2 separate regions of the Mus musculus genome follow, and region 1 is linked to region 2. The links are chromatin contacts, called in public Hi-C maps. All regions are on one chromosome and are shown on one strand. The core of a region is the stretch at or near the end of the contact, and the rest is flanking DNA. Distances in the headings are between cores, read along the strand shown.

What was found. A called contact is a pair of places that touch in the nucleus more often than the background predicts.
Region 1: a contact with region 2 is called in a Hi-C map of bone marrow-derived macrophages, with 45 read pairs. The contact joins the promoter of Ankdd1a here to the promoter of Kbtbd13 in region 2. A contact is called at or near these places in 14 of 39 promoter capture datasets (the 3T3-L1 cell line, the C10 cell line, the HPC-7 cell line and 9 more), 20 of 484 Hi-C or Micro-C datasets (the C2C12 cell line, ECoMG myeloid progenitors, the G1E-ER4 cell line and 11 more), 2 of 115 datasets of contacts at active chromatin or transcription factors (bone marrow-derived dendritic cells and double positive thymocytes) and 3 of 9 other capture datasets (adipose tissue, liver and pancreatic islet).

The regions. Positions count from the first base shown.
Region 1 is chr9:65,518,305-65,524,564 of GRCm38.p6, reverse strand. It overlaps Ankdd1a (ankyrin repeat and death domain containing 1A), which reads left to right and starts at 4,346. Exons shown (of 15, transcript NM_001370871.1): 1 at 4,346-4,405. The coding sequence starts at 4,372.
Region 2 is chr9:65,388,059-65,394,875 of GRCm38.p6, reverse strand. It overlaps Kbtbd13 (kelch repeat and BTB (POZ) domain containing 13), which reads left to right and starts at 3,224. Exons shown (of 1, transcript NM_028974.1): 1 at 3,224-6,192. The coding sequence starts at 3,224. The coding sequence ends at 4,600.

The sequences.
Region 1 (6,260 bases), core at 3,097-5,596, 130 kb before region 2:
TACCAGCACTCACAAAGCTCACACCTGTAATCTCAGGCCCTGTTTTGCTCAAAGGTGGAGGCAGGAGGATCATTGAGGCCATACTTGGCTACAAATTGAGATAAAGGTCAGCCTGGACTGCATGAGGCTCTGTTAAAAACAAAAAATAGGGCCAGCAGGTAAAGATGCTTGCTGCCAAGTCGGAAGACCCGTATTTACCCCCAAGGCACACATAGTAGAAGGAAAGAAAGAATTCCTGCAAATTGTCCTCTGAACTCCACTGGGGTCCTTCACCAGTAGACCCAACTCACTGGCTGGATCCAGTAGGTCAGGTTACACTACAGCCCGCATAGCTTGTCCCTGTGGCCCGAGTCACGTGTTTTATTAGTGTTGAGGACAGATCCATGTGCACACACTTACACACATTACGGTACAGGCAGGCTGCAGTGCTTTGTTGACTCTGGCTCCCCCGTGTGTCGAGGACCGCAGCTTCAGTGGGCCTAGCGGGTTCTGCCTTACTGCATAAGAGTTCTTGAAAACAAAACACAAACAAAACAAAACAAAAACAAACAAACAAACAAATAAACAAAAACCCAGACCCCCAATTGCTCCCAGCCCCTCTGGTTTGGGTCGTGCACAGAAGTTCATGCTTTTATGTGGTGCTGAAGATGGAAACCAAGGTTTTGTGAATGTTAGACAAAAATTCTACAACTGAGATACTTCTTCAGTTGCTTTAATATTTTTGAAAGGTAGAATACAGGGTTTATTTAAACAGTCTAATTGAAGGCTGCAGAAACTTCGCCAGTTGAGGGAGTGGAACCACCTTTGGGTTAGGAGGTTGGGTACTTACTCCTCACTGGCACTGACCTCATGCCGTTGTGGATACATCCGGGAAAAGTGTGACTAAAGAAGGCTTGAGACTGGAGGTGGACTCGGTAGTCTGAAGTATGGAGGATTCCTGGTACTGAACCATCGACTCTAGCCCTTGGGAGTTGAGACAGGGGTGTGGGTGTGTGGGGGTGTGGATTGGAGATCTGGAGTTGGAGTCAACCTGGGCTCCCTAGAGAGATATTATCTCAAAAAATAAAAAATAAAAAAGTCAGGCATAGTGACACACACCTTTAATCAGCACTCAAGAGGCAGAGACAGGTGGTTCTCTGAGTTTGAGACCAGCCTGGTCTACATTGTGAGTTCCAGGCTTATGTAGAAAGACACTGTCTCAAAAATAAATAAATAAATAAATAAATAAATAAATAAATAAATAAAATGTAAAAATAAAACAAAGGGCCGGACTTAGCTCAGTTGGTAGAGTGTGTGCCCAGCATGCAGGAAGGTGGCCTTGATCCCCAGCGCCACACAGACTGGATATTGTGGTCAACACTGTACTCTCAGCACTTAGCGGGTGGAGGCAGAAAGATTAGGAGTTCAAGTTTATCCTCAGGTTACATAGGGATTTTGAGGCCAATGTGAGCTATAGGAGACCCTGTCTGATACAAAAACAAAAAACAGAAACACCCTCACCCCTGCCCCTTCCCCCAAAACAACAACAAACAAAACCCAACAACAAACAGACAGAGGAAGTACCTTCTGATGAAATACCACGTCTGTGAAAGCTCCCCAAACACCCAGCAAGTCTTGGGATTGGGCCACCAAGGAGACAGGAACACAGCAAGTGACACTGTGGAGAAGGATTGGCAGCATCTAGATGGTGGCATGTGGGAACGTCTATAGGACAGTCAACAGAGAGGATGAGGTGGGGGCGGGGGTGGGATTCATAGTTTAAAGGAAAAGCAAGGGCTGTGGATATAGCTCAGTGGCCGAGCATTTGACCACCATGTGTGAGAGACCCTTAGTTCAATCCCAAGTATTCGGGGCTGGTAGGAAAAAAAGTCAAAAGACATTGTGATAAACCAGGCAAAGAGAGGCAAATACATGTATCTACTTTTATGTATTTATTTATTTATTTATTTATTTATTTTTAAAGCATATTCTTTATTCTTTTTTTTTTTTTTTTTTTTTGCTTTTTTGTTTTGTTTTGTTTTGTTTTTTTGAGACAGGGTTTCTCTGTGTAGCCCTGGGTGTCCTGGAACTCACTTTGTAGACCAGGCTGGCCTCGGACTCAGAAATCTGCCTGCCTCTGCTTCCCGAGTGCTGGAATTAAAGGCGTGTGCCACCATGCCTGGCTTACTTTTATGTTTAAGATACAAAGATGATTTTAAAGCAGAGACAAAAATAGTGGTTCCTACAGTCTAGAGAGACCATGGAGAGGGAGGTATGAGAAAATATGGTTTCGGGGCTGGAGAGATGGCACAGCGGTTAAGAGCACTGACTGCTCTTCTGAAGATCCTGAGTTTAATTCCCAGCAACCACATGGTGACTCACCACCATCTGTAATGAGATCTGATGCCCTCTTCTGGTGTGTCTGAAGACAGTGACAATGAACTCACATAAATAAAATAAATTTTAAAAAAAAAGGGGAGAGAGAGAAGATGGTTAATGGGCCAGAGTGGCAGTTTGATAGGAGAATTTATTTATTTATTTATCCATTTATTGATAGATTTATTACAGGTAGGGTCTTACTATGTAGCCAGGCCTGGGCTATGGTGCCCAGTCTAGACTCTGCATCCTAAGTGCTAAAACTGTGTGTGTGCACACACAGGCAAAAATACTATATGCAGGAAAATGCTCAGGTACATAAAAAAATTTTTTTTAATTAAAAAGCCTTCAAATCTGAAATGTGGAAAAATGTTAATCTGCAGCACTATTCTTCTATCTTCTCTGTAGCTTTGATCATGTCTAAATAGCATGCCGGGGCAAAAATCATCCCTCTACATAAAAAGACTTTTATCTGTTCCAGAGGGAGGCTCCACAGCCAAGCAAGCACTTGGGTCTTTTGAAGCCAAGCACTGAGAAGTCTTTTGGAGCTGAAATAAATCTTCTGGTCATTTGCCACCGGTCAGAGCATCCCCTCCAGCAAGGGCAGGGTGGGACTAAAATCCAGAGACATCTGGGCAGTGTCCAAACATCACACAAGCTCAGGGAACTGCAAACATCTGCACTGGGCTCCCATCGTGGGGCAGTCTGCCGTCCTGTCCCGCTCTCTCCTCCTTTTATGCTTCTGTTCATCTAACGAAGAACAAAACAGCACACAGAGAAGCAGAGAAGATGGGCAGCAAAAGGACTCAACAGATGTAATACTGCCACGCTCAAGAGCCTGTGTGAATTTTTGAGCTTCTTCGGGAGGCAACGGGTGGCTCCGGGGTATCCCAGCATCTTGCAGTATGGTCAGAGTCTTGACTGATACTTGACTCTGGAGGGAAGCTGACGTGGAAGATCACGTGAGCCGGTGTGTTGGAGACCAGCGTGGACAAAAAGCTAGATTTGGTCTCAGAAGACAAAACACACCAACAGTAAACAAAGGAGAAAAAAAAAACACCCAAATTTTTGTTTCTTTTTAATATTAAATTACAGGGAAATGGGCCCAAAGCCTAGTGTGATTTGACTGTCATGGAATTATAAAATTGTGACCACGCTCTAACAATTAAAGGCTATGTCAACGTGGAGAAGTGGAGAATGTTGGAGGCACAGTTAACACTGGGAATTTGACGCTTCAGCTAGTCTCCAAAAAGAATGACAGGGATCTAGTCTGCTGAGGGGAAAGGGTTGGAAGAGCATTCCACACGGAAAGGAATAGCAGTTTCTTAGAGCAGCAGGCAGCGCAGAGGGTGGCTCATTTTACTGGAGGAATTTTTACAATGTTAATTTCATTGATTTGTTTGCCTTTGATTTATTTTACTTCCTTCGGGTTGAAAAGTCTTTTCCCTCCTTTCTGCCAGTCTGGATTCCAGAATGCCAGCCTTAGGCTGCTGCCACCAGCGGAGTGTACTCGCTGGGACAACTGCACCGTCTGCTCTGGCATCTGGCATATGGCATCCTCCAGCTTTCTCCGTGTTTCTGTTTGTTTGTTTGCGTTTGGTTTTAGCCAATCTAAGTAACGTAATTTATATCTCGTTATTGTTGTAACCCGATTTTTCTGATCCTGAATACATCTTTTGTCCTATGTCCGTAGGCTTGGTGGGGTAGTAGGGGTCTGAAGTGTCCAGTGTGGGAGGGCTTGTTGAGGCATCAAGGTTGGGAGGTCCCAGGGGGATTGCGCGCAGGGACCTAGGCAGCTTGAAGGCGTGTGTGTGTGTGTGTGTGTGTGTGTGTGTGTGTGTGTGTGTGTGTGTAAGCTGTGGGTGCCCGGGTCGGATTCGCGGATGGGCTGATAATGAGCAGGGGCTACAGAGAGATGCAAAGCCTCCACCACCCACTCCCCGCTCTGCGCGCTCCCAGCTCTGCGCTCTCCCCGCCCTGGCAACTAAACGCCTAGCACCAGCCGGGAGCTGCAGGATGGAGGAGGAGCTGGCTTGGGAGACCCACGGCTGTGAGTCCCAATGCCGCTGGCGGGGGCGGGGCGGAGGATGGGGGGGGGTGCGCAGAAAGAACGGATGCCTGGTGGGAGGACCCCAGGTCACAGAGGGTGACCCAGAGAGAGGCTGGCCCTTGGCCTGGACACCTCTGTCTCAGTCTTCTCTGTGGCTTCCGAAAAAAAAAAAAAAAAAAAAACAGAAGAATGCCGCACAGGTGTAGGGCACAGTGGCTGAACATCTGGGACTCAGGGTGTCCTGAACAAGGCAAGCTCGAGTGACAACGATCCTTGATAATAACTTGCTTTGTGTGGCAGTCCTTAAAGCAGGTCAGGCCAGTCTTCTGTCTTTGCTACTATATGGGTTGGGCCTACTGACATCTCCATTTTTCAGATGAGAGGGCTGAGAGACAGGGTGAGGTCACATGACTGTAGAAATGCTGAAATCAGGAATAGGAGCACACACAATTTGGCCGGTAGAATGTTTGTTTAATATGCACAAGGCCGTGGGTTCAATCCCAAGCACCATGTAAAACCAGGCGTGTGGCACACATCTGTAATCCTAGCACTGGGGAAGTAGAGGCAGGAGGATCAGGAATTCAACATCACCTTCCATCCTTGGCTACACAGGGAGTCCAAGGCCACCTGGGCTACATGAGACCCTGTCAGCCACCACCACCACCACCACCACCACCACCACCAAAACAAACACTTAAAGATCTCAGTTCACCCAGAATAAAATGGGGTGTAGACACCATATCAAAGAAGGAACCAGGGCCTAGGAAAGAGGTGCTGTGGTCAGCCCTATCCCTGTGTGAGATAAGGAACTTCAGAGCCTCTTTCAGAATGTACTTAGAACCAGGACATCTCAATGTGTGGGAAGCATGCATGTAGCTGGGAGACCTTTGGTGCCCTGCCTGGGAGAGGAAAGAGGACTGAGCCATCAGCTCCTTTGAGAAGTCTTAGTCCTGCTGCCCAGTCTGAGCCCTGCCCACTGAACCCGGGAGAGCTTTCTCAAATCCCCATAGTCCTGCCCACTGGACTTCAAAATGCTGAAGCCAGCTGTTACCATCCTCCCAGATGAATGAGGAATGGGGACTGGGCTCCCTTAAGCCTAAGTGTGGCTTTAAAATTTTGTATTATTATTATTATTATTATTATTATTATTAACAGATTCTCACAGTATATTCCTGGGGTTGTCTTTGAATTCACTATGTAGACCAGGCTGTAGATTTGCCTACCTCTCCCTCCAAGTGTTGGGACTAAAGATATGTGCCTTGCTTTGTTATTTGTTTGTGTGTGCTTATGTGTACCGGAAGAAACCAGAAAAAAGGCATCAGATCTCCTAGACCATAGTTATAGGCAGTCACCAGATGTGGGTGCTCATAACCAAACTCAAGTTCTCTGTAAGGAGCAGCACTTAAGCACTAAACCATCTCTCTGTAGGCCCCCTCAGCCCCACCTTTTAAAGAGACAGGGTCTCATGTAGCCCACATTGAATTTCAGCTTGCTGTCCTTGAACTCCTGACCCTCCTTCATCTCCTAAGTGTGCACCGGTTATTTCAGAGAGGTCACAGAGTTCTGCTGGGGTCAAAGGATCCTTAAGGATTCTCCCAGCCAAAGGGAGAGCAGTGAACTTGAGGGTGTGTGACTCTGAGCAGAAGACCCAGCGCCCATAAAAGCTCAGGTGTCAGAGAGCCTGGTGTGCGTTGCTGAGGCTGGAGATGTGTGGGGCGAGCGAGCAGCATGGGACAGGCAAGGTTTCATTCTAACTCTGTCACTTCAGTGCATGCTTTCCCCGCCAAGTCGCTGGCTCTCTGTCCCTGGATGCACAAAGGACCAGGCTCATGTGTGGAGGGCAGGGGACAACTTT
Region 2 (6,817 bases), core at 1,975-4,474:
CAGTGCTCTTAACCACTGAGCCATCTCTTCAGCCACTAAATATATCTTTTAAACATTTTTTAATTTAAAAAAAAAAAAGGAGGGGTGGTAAAGACCCTACTGGGTGCTGACCATGTAGCTGCAGATACGAATAAGGCTTAGGTCTGTGCTCCTCCAAGGCTCAGAGCCTGATGCCTGCCTGCCTTTTGTCCCTACCCCCATCTCTCTCAGTGTGGGGAGTGCAAACTGGAGAGGGGGGTTTGTTAGAGGTCAGACAAGGATCAGGCAGGGCCTGGGAACTCTGTGGGCTGCCCTCAGCCAAGACGGTTCCTTGTCCTCTCCATCTCCCAGAGGGCCACTCAGGATCTGGGAGGAGGAAACTCCCAGCTCTACACACCACCAGCTGGGGCCCTGAGGGTAGGACCAAAGGGCAAAGCCTCACTCAGCTCAGATGCAGAACCATGATCTCTACCCTATGTGGACCCCTCCCCATCATCAGGCTGTGGAAGGTGGAAACAGGGTGTGTGCATGAGCCTCCACCCACTCAAGAGGTCTTGACTTGGGAGGTTATGGATTGGAGAATAAGCGTCAGTCTAGAAGGGTTTTGTGATTTTTGCCTCCTGCTCTTAGTAGAAGCCGATGGTGGTTCTATTTGGCTCTGCCTGTCTTCTGCTAGGTGTCAGAAACAGGCTAGCTGATGGCAGCTATGCAGCAGCCCTGGCCTGACAATCTGCTTTCTCTAGCCCCTCTCCCTTCTGAGGCAAGGCTAGGCAGGTAGAGAGATGATGCCAGTCTAGAGGGGGAATAGCCTATAGGGCCAGTAGACAGTTCAGTCAAGTCCCACACTGAGGAAAAGCCCCCTTCATCTGGACGCCTCCCAGACACTCTGCCTGTCACTAAGGCCTAACAAGGATACAGGTAAAGAGCTGACACTGCAATGTCCACTTGTCCCCAAGAAAGGGTTGTCATACCTATTGCCTGGAACATTCTGGGCCTTTCCAGCCAATGTCTGGTCTCAGGGAAGGAGAGACACTGGCAGAGGGCCTGGGATAGTACCCACGGGATTTCTGCCCACCCCACCCCCATCTCCTTCCCCTCTTCCTGCCTGGTCCCTGGGGCAGAGCATCTGAGATATTTCTGGCAGTGTCCTCCAGGCCTCCGGCTTCCCAGGCTCACACAAGTGGTCCCCACACCCCAGGCCTGTTTTGATGGGGTGAACTAGAGTGTGCCTTAAGGGAAGCACATTTGCTGTGGGTCTGCAGATTTATCTGTGGGGTCTATGTCTGTGTCCTAACAGGGAAGAGGAGTCTCTTACCCTCCTCCTGCTGCCTTTTTGGTAATGCATAGCTGTTCCACCACCATCCCCAAACCAGGAGCCAGATGAACACTTCCCACACAGATACACCATCCTATCAAAGCCTGGTCCCCAGAGTGAAGTGGAAGGAGAAGGCAGTCATCAAACTCCTTTTCATCTGACATCTTGGGACCGAGTATTAGATGGTCAACCAGGAAAGCTGTGGACAGTTGGAAAAGTACCAGGGCTGCAGGAGAGCCTGGGGCTGTCTGTCCCAAGCTGCAAGATCTTGGGCAAGATCTCTTTCTCACACTTTTCACCAGGTCTTCTTGGGAATTCGTGAACCTGGGGTTCCTTTCACTGCCCTGAATTCTGTCCAGGAGGGACCAGGGCAGCACGGTTAAGGCACATACACAAACTGGCTGCATTCTGGCCCCAAGTCTGCCACCTGCTGGTCGTGGGCTAAACCCTTTCTTAGTTTAGCCTCTTTATCTAGCAAATGGGGGTGTTAGCAGCATCTAGTTCAGGGCTGTGTGGTGTGGCTCAGCAAGCAAACTTCTTGTTTAGCATGCACCACGTAAACTGGGCATAGTGGCACATGAACTTGGGAGATGGAAGTTGGAGGCTCATCCTTACTGCACAGCAAATTTGAAGCCAGCCTAGGATATATCAGACATGATCTAGAGAAGAAATCCAGCTCACAGTGTTGCTGTGAAGTAAGTGGAGATTGTCTATTCACCAAGGATATTGGGCAGAGGGCCAGAGTAACTACTCATGAATGTCGCAAGGGTTAGGAGTCAAAGTACGTATCACCCACAGTGGCAGCCACAGAGGGGTCAGGCAAGTGAAAACCAACACTAGCTTCCCATTTCCATTCCAAGAGAGGGGCAACTTCCACCTCTAGGGCTCACTGGATGCTCTGTTACATGAAAGGAAAGGGCTCAAAAAGAGGTTGAGATGGAACTGCGGAGACCACTCAACATTAAGAGCAAACCCTTGCTCTTCATCCAGAGGACAGGACTTTATTCCCATAATTTCTTTTCTTTTTTCTTTTCCATTCCCATAATTCCATTTCCAAGGGATCTGAAATCGTCTTCCAGTATTCAAGCCCAGGGCATGTCTGTGATGCATTTACATACATGCAGGCAAAATGGGAGTGGGGTATAGATTGGGCTATCCAGCAAGCATAAGCATAGACATATCTGAGATTCCTAGGCTGCCCATTTATTTTGGTCCTCTTTGGTCTCTCCCTTCAACCTGCCTTCCCCACTCCTTTGAGCTGATGAACGCTTGTCCTCATCGGAAAGACCTTAGCCAAGTCATATAAACTCTCCAGGCCTCATCCAGAACCCTTATGGCATTTGTCCTAATACTGTGTGTAGATGTTTCTATTTGCCCTATTTTAAAGGCGAGGAAACAGAGCCAAGGAGGTACATGTGTTGTATATACAGCTTAGTACAGTGTCAGTTAAATACGATATCTTTAAAAGCAGGCCTGGTAAGGCCCACAACACAGTGGGAATTCATTCTTTAAAAAAAAAAAAAAGTTATCTGTGTCTCTGTGGAGGTGGGATGAACGCCAGTGAATACAGCGGTCAGAGTCCTCTTTGTGAAGGGGGTTTCCTCCTTCCACCTTTATGTAGGTTCTAGGTTGAACCCAAGCCAACCAGGCTTCTAGACAAGAACCTGTTGAACATCTCTTCGGCCCTGTCACTAGTCTCTTAACGGAACTGAATGACCACACAGGTGTCCAGATGCCCTCTGGGCTCGGAGGCTATCCAAGCCTGCGGGCCACATCACATGAGCAGATCCTATCTTTAGCCAGGAAGGTATTTATAACCCCCAGGGAAGTTTTTTTTTCCCCTCCCCGCCCCGGGGTAGCCCCAGAGTCAGTGGCCCCTGGCAAATCTAGGCCCCCCAGCGGCAGCAGCCTCCACCCCTCTGGCTCATCATGCCCCCAGGCCCCGAGGTCCCAGTGCAGGTGTGGGTGGACGGTCAACTCTTCCAGGCGGAGCAGTCGCTGCTGGTGGAGCACTGCGGCTTCTTCCGCGGGCTTTTCCGCTCTGGCATGCGGGAGGCGCGCGCCGCGGAGGTGCGCCTGGGCGCGCTGAGCGCCTCCGGCTTCCGCACGGCGCTGCGGGTGCTGCGCGGAGAGCGGCCGGCGCTGGCGGCCGAGGACGAGTTGCTGCAGGCGGTGGAGTGCGCCGCGTTCCTGCAGGCGCCCGCGCTCGCGCGCTTCCTGGAGCACAGCGTCACGTCGGACAACTGCTCGCTTTTGTGCGACGCGGCCGCCGCCTTCGGCCTGCGCGACGTGCTCCACAGCGCTGCGCTCTTCATCCGCGACGGGTCGCACGAGCTGGTGGCACAACTGGAGCTGCCCGAGGCCCGAGCCTACGTGGCGGCGCTGCGACCCAGCACCTACGTGGCGGTGAGCACGCACACGCCCACACCGGGCTTCCTAGAGGATGCGTCGCGCACCATGTGCTTCCTGGACGAGGAAGAGGACGCATGGCGCACGCTGGCCGCGCTGCCCCTGGAGGCCAGCACACTGCTGGCGGGTGTGGCCACCCTGGGCAACAAGCTCTACATCGTGGGTGGCGTGTGTGGTGCCAGCAAGGAAGTAGTGGAGCTAGGCTTCTGTTACGACCCAGAGGGTGGCACCTGGTGCGAATTCCCCAGCCCTCACCAACCGCGCTATGATATGGCGCTGGCTGGCTTCGAAGGCCGCCTCTATGCCATTGGTGGCGAATTCCAGAGGACACCCATGAGCTCCGTGGAGTGCTATGATCCCGCCACAGGTTGCTGGAGCTTCGTGGCGGACTTGCCACAGCCGGCTACAGGGGTTCCCTGTGCCCAGGCACGTGGCCGCCTCTTCGTGTGCCTGTGGAGGCCGGCAGACATCACTGCCGTTGTCGAGTATGTGGTGCAAATGGACAAGTGGCTGCCAGTGGCTGAACTGTGTCGTTCACAGAGCTACGGTCACTTTATGGTGGCCCATCGCGATAGTCTCTATGTAGTACGAAATGGACCTTCCGATGATTTCCTGCACTGTGCCATCGATTGCCTCAACCTGGTCACAGGCCAGTGGACATCGCTACCTGGCCAATTTGTCAACAGCAAGGGAGCACTCTTCACGTCTGTAGTGCGTGGGGACACCGTTTATACTGTCAACCGTGTATCCACGTTGGTCTATGCCATTGAAGATGGCACCTGGCGGCTGCTCAGGGAAAAGGCTGGCTTTCCTCGGCCTGGCTCTTTACAGACCTTTCTTCTGCGGCTGCCTCCTGGCACTACTGGACCTGTGGCCACCGCACTGCCAGAGTTGTGAGCTTGGAATGACTTCAGAAGATAACACAAGTCTCCATGAACCTTGGCGGTGTCCTCATGAGCCTTGACTGTGTGATTGGGGAGCTCTTGGGAACTCCTTTTTCCCTATTAAGACACTCAGGTTTGCTTTCTGGTGGTGCGGGTGTCCACGAAGCCCTGAGCAACACAGGTGCTTGGGTCCTTAAATCTCTTGGGCTCTGTTGGGAGCTGGTGGGTCACAATCTCAGGGAAAAGGGTGGGGTTACAATTTGAGCAATCCGGACTTGTAGGCGAATACAAGTCTAGCTATAGCTACTATAGCTAGAAGTGGGTTAAGTGATGTTAAACCAATCTGCTAATTAGCAGGCACAAAATGTCAATACAACATTGGCCTGTAGTTGTCAGCTGTGGCACAGAGAAGCTTGAAGACAATACCAGCTTTCTTAACACAAAGGTCAGGATGAGAAAACAGGTCTACACATAATTTGCCTCCACCCACAAGCTGACAGCACCATGCTGATTTTAAAAAGCAAACAACGCACCGTGCAGTAAGAAGAATACTGAAGCAGTCAGCCTGGAAGAACAGCTTCGGATCACAGAGTCTGAGTGTTTCAGGAGCAGAGAGGGGGAAGACTGGACAAGACAGGATCTTGGTAAGCTCCAGCCTTTTTAAGCTGAACAGCGGAAGATGGAGGCATTTCGCCAGTGAGGCTGGACTAAATTATAGCAAAAGAAACTCAGCTGAGCCTGAAGCAAGAAGGTGGGAGGGAGCAAGGGTTCCCTACAGTAGCTTTAAGGACTGGAATGGAAAGGGAGTACCCGGGTGTAAATCCTTGACCTATCTTTTTTGTAATCACTGTAACTGTAGACTGTTAATCTCCTGACTTCAGGTTACTTAAGGTGGATGGAGCCTAGCCCTGCTGACCTCTCAGGGCATTTCTTCATAGATATGCCACAGGCTCCACCTCTCTTGTAATCTCTGCTGTGGCCATTCCCTGAGCCTACAGTGCTATCCCTCTTCCTCTCTGTCAGTTCCATACCCACCTCCTCTCTGCAGGCTTGCCTGAGCCAGCTCCTGTTTTCCTGACTTGGCTGCCAGCATTGCTCATTGATCTCTGTGTTGGATATGCAGCCATACCTGTTTGCAGATAGAAGGCGTAGGGGTCCAATACTTTTAACTGAGCCAGGCACCCCCTTGCCTGCGGAATGAAATGAAGTCTTACAAGAACCACTAGTTAGGGGTCTGCTACTGACTGACAGGTGCTGTTAAACAGCTCTCATCTTAAAAGCAATACCCAGACCCAGCTTCTGTTACAGATGCCTGCTTCAGCCCTACAGCCTGGCCATATCCCAGGTAAATGTCTCTCAATGGTCCGGTATAGTCTCTATCCTCCAGGACTCAAGGCTCATAGAAAACCCTGGCTTCAGAAGTCGAGAATACAGCCTTGGCATGGTACTCCCTGAGCATGGAGCCTTGTGTTGGGCCGTCGATTGCTACCTCTTCCCTGATGTGTATCCCAAACTTGAAATAAGTTGCCTTTGGGAGTGTGGAATTGTCTAGCCTTTTAGTCTAGTCTGATGAATCACAACAATAAACTCTGACATTTGTATCCTATGGACTCTAGGCAAACAGTTTTTGCATTCATTTCTTCAGCCCGGCCCCAAAGTGATAGGGACCCACTGGGCTCCTTTGACTCTAATTCCAGGTGATGGAACATTTTCCCCAGCAGCCGGAGCACTGCCTCTTTGATCATGCATGCCTCCTGACCAATACTGAACACATGTCATGTATAGCAGTAAGGTCTGTCAGCTCAGGGGCTCGTTCTCAACTCAGTGAACTCTAGGTTTGTTCTGATGGGCCTGCCGGACTGGCTCTCTACACTTTGACTGTTGCTCATGGAGAGCGGCACCTTCTCTCAGAAGTGTCTTTATGTATAGTAATGATTATTCGATGTTCATGCATTTTCCCCTAAGTTGACTTATTTAAGTGTTGGAGAATTTTAAGCAAGAGCTAGGTGTGGTGGTATATACCTTTAATCCCAGCAGTCAGGAGATAGGGGAAGGTAGAGCTCTACATAGCAAGTTCCTGGACAGCCATGGCTACATAGATACTGCCTCAAAAATAAAAATAAAATTTTTTAAGCAAAACTGGGGAGATAGCCCAGTTGGTAAAGTGCTTGCTTTGCAAATAGAAGGCCCTAAATTTGTCTCAAGAGCCTATGTTAAAATATATATATAT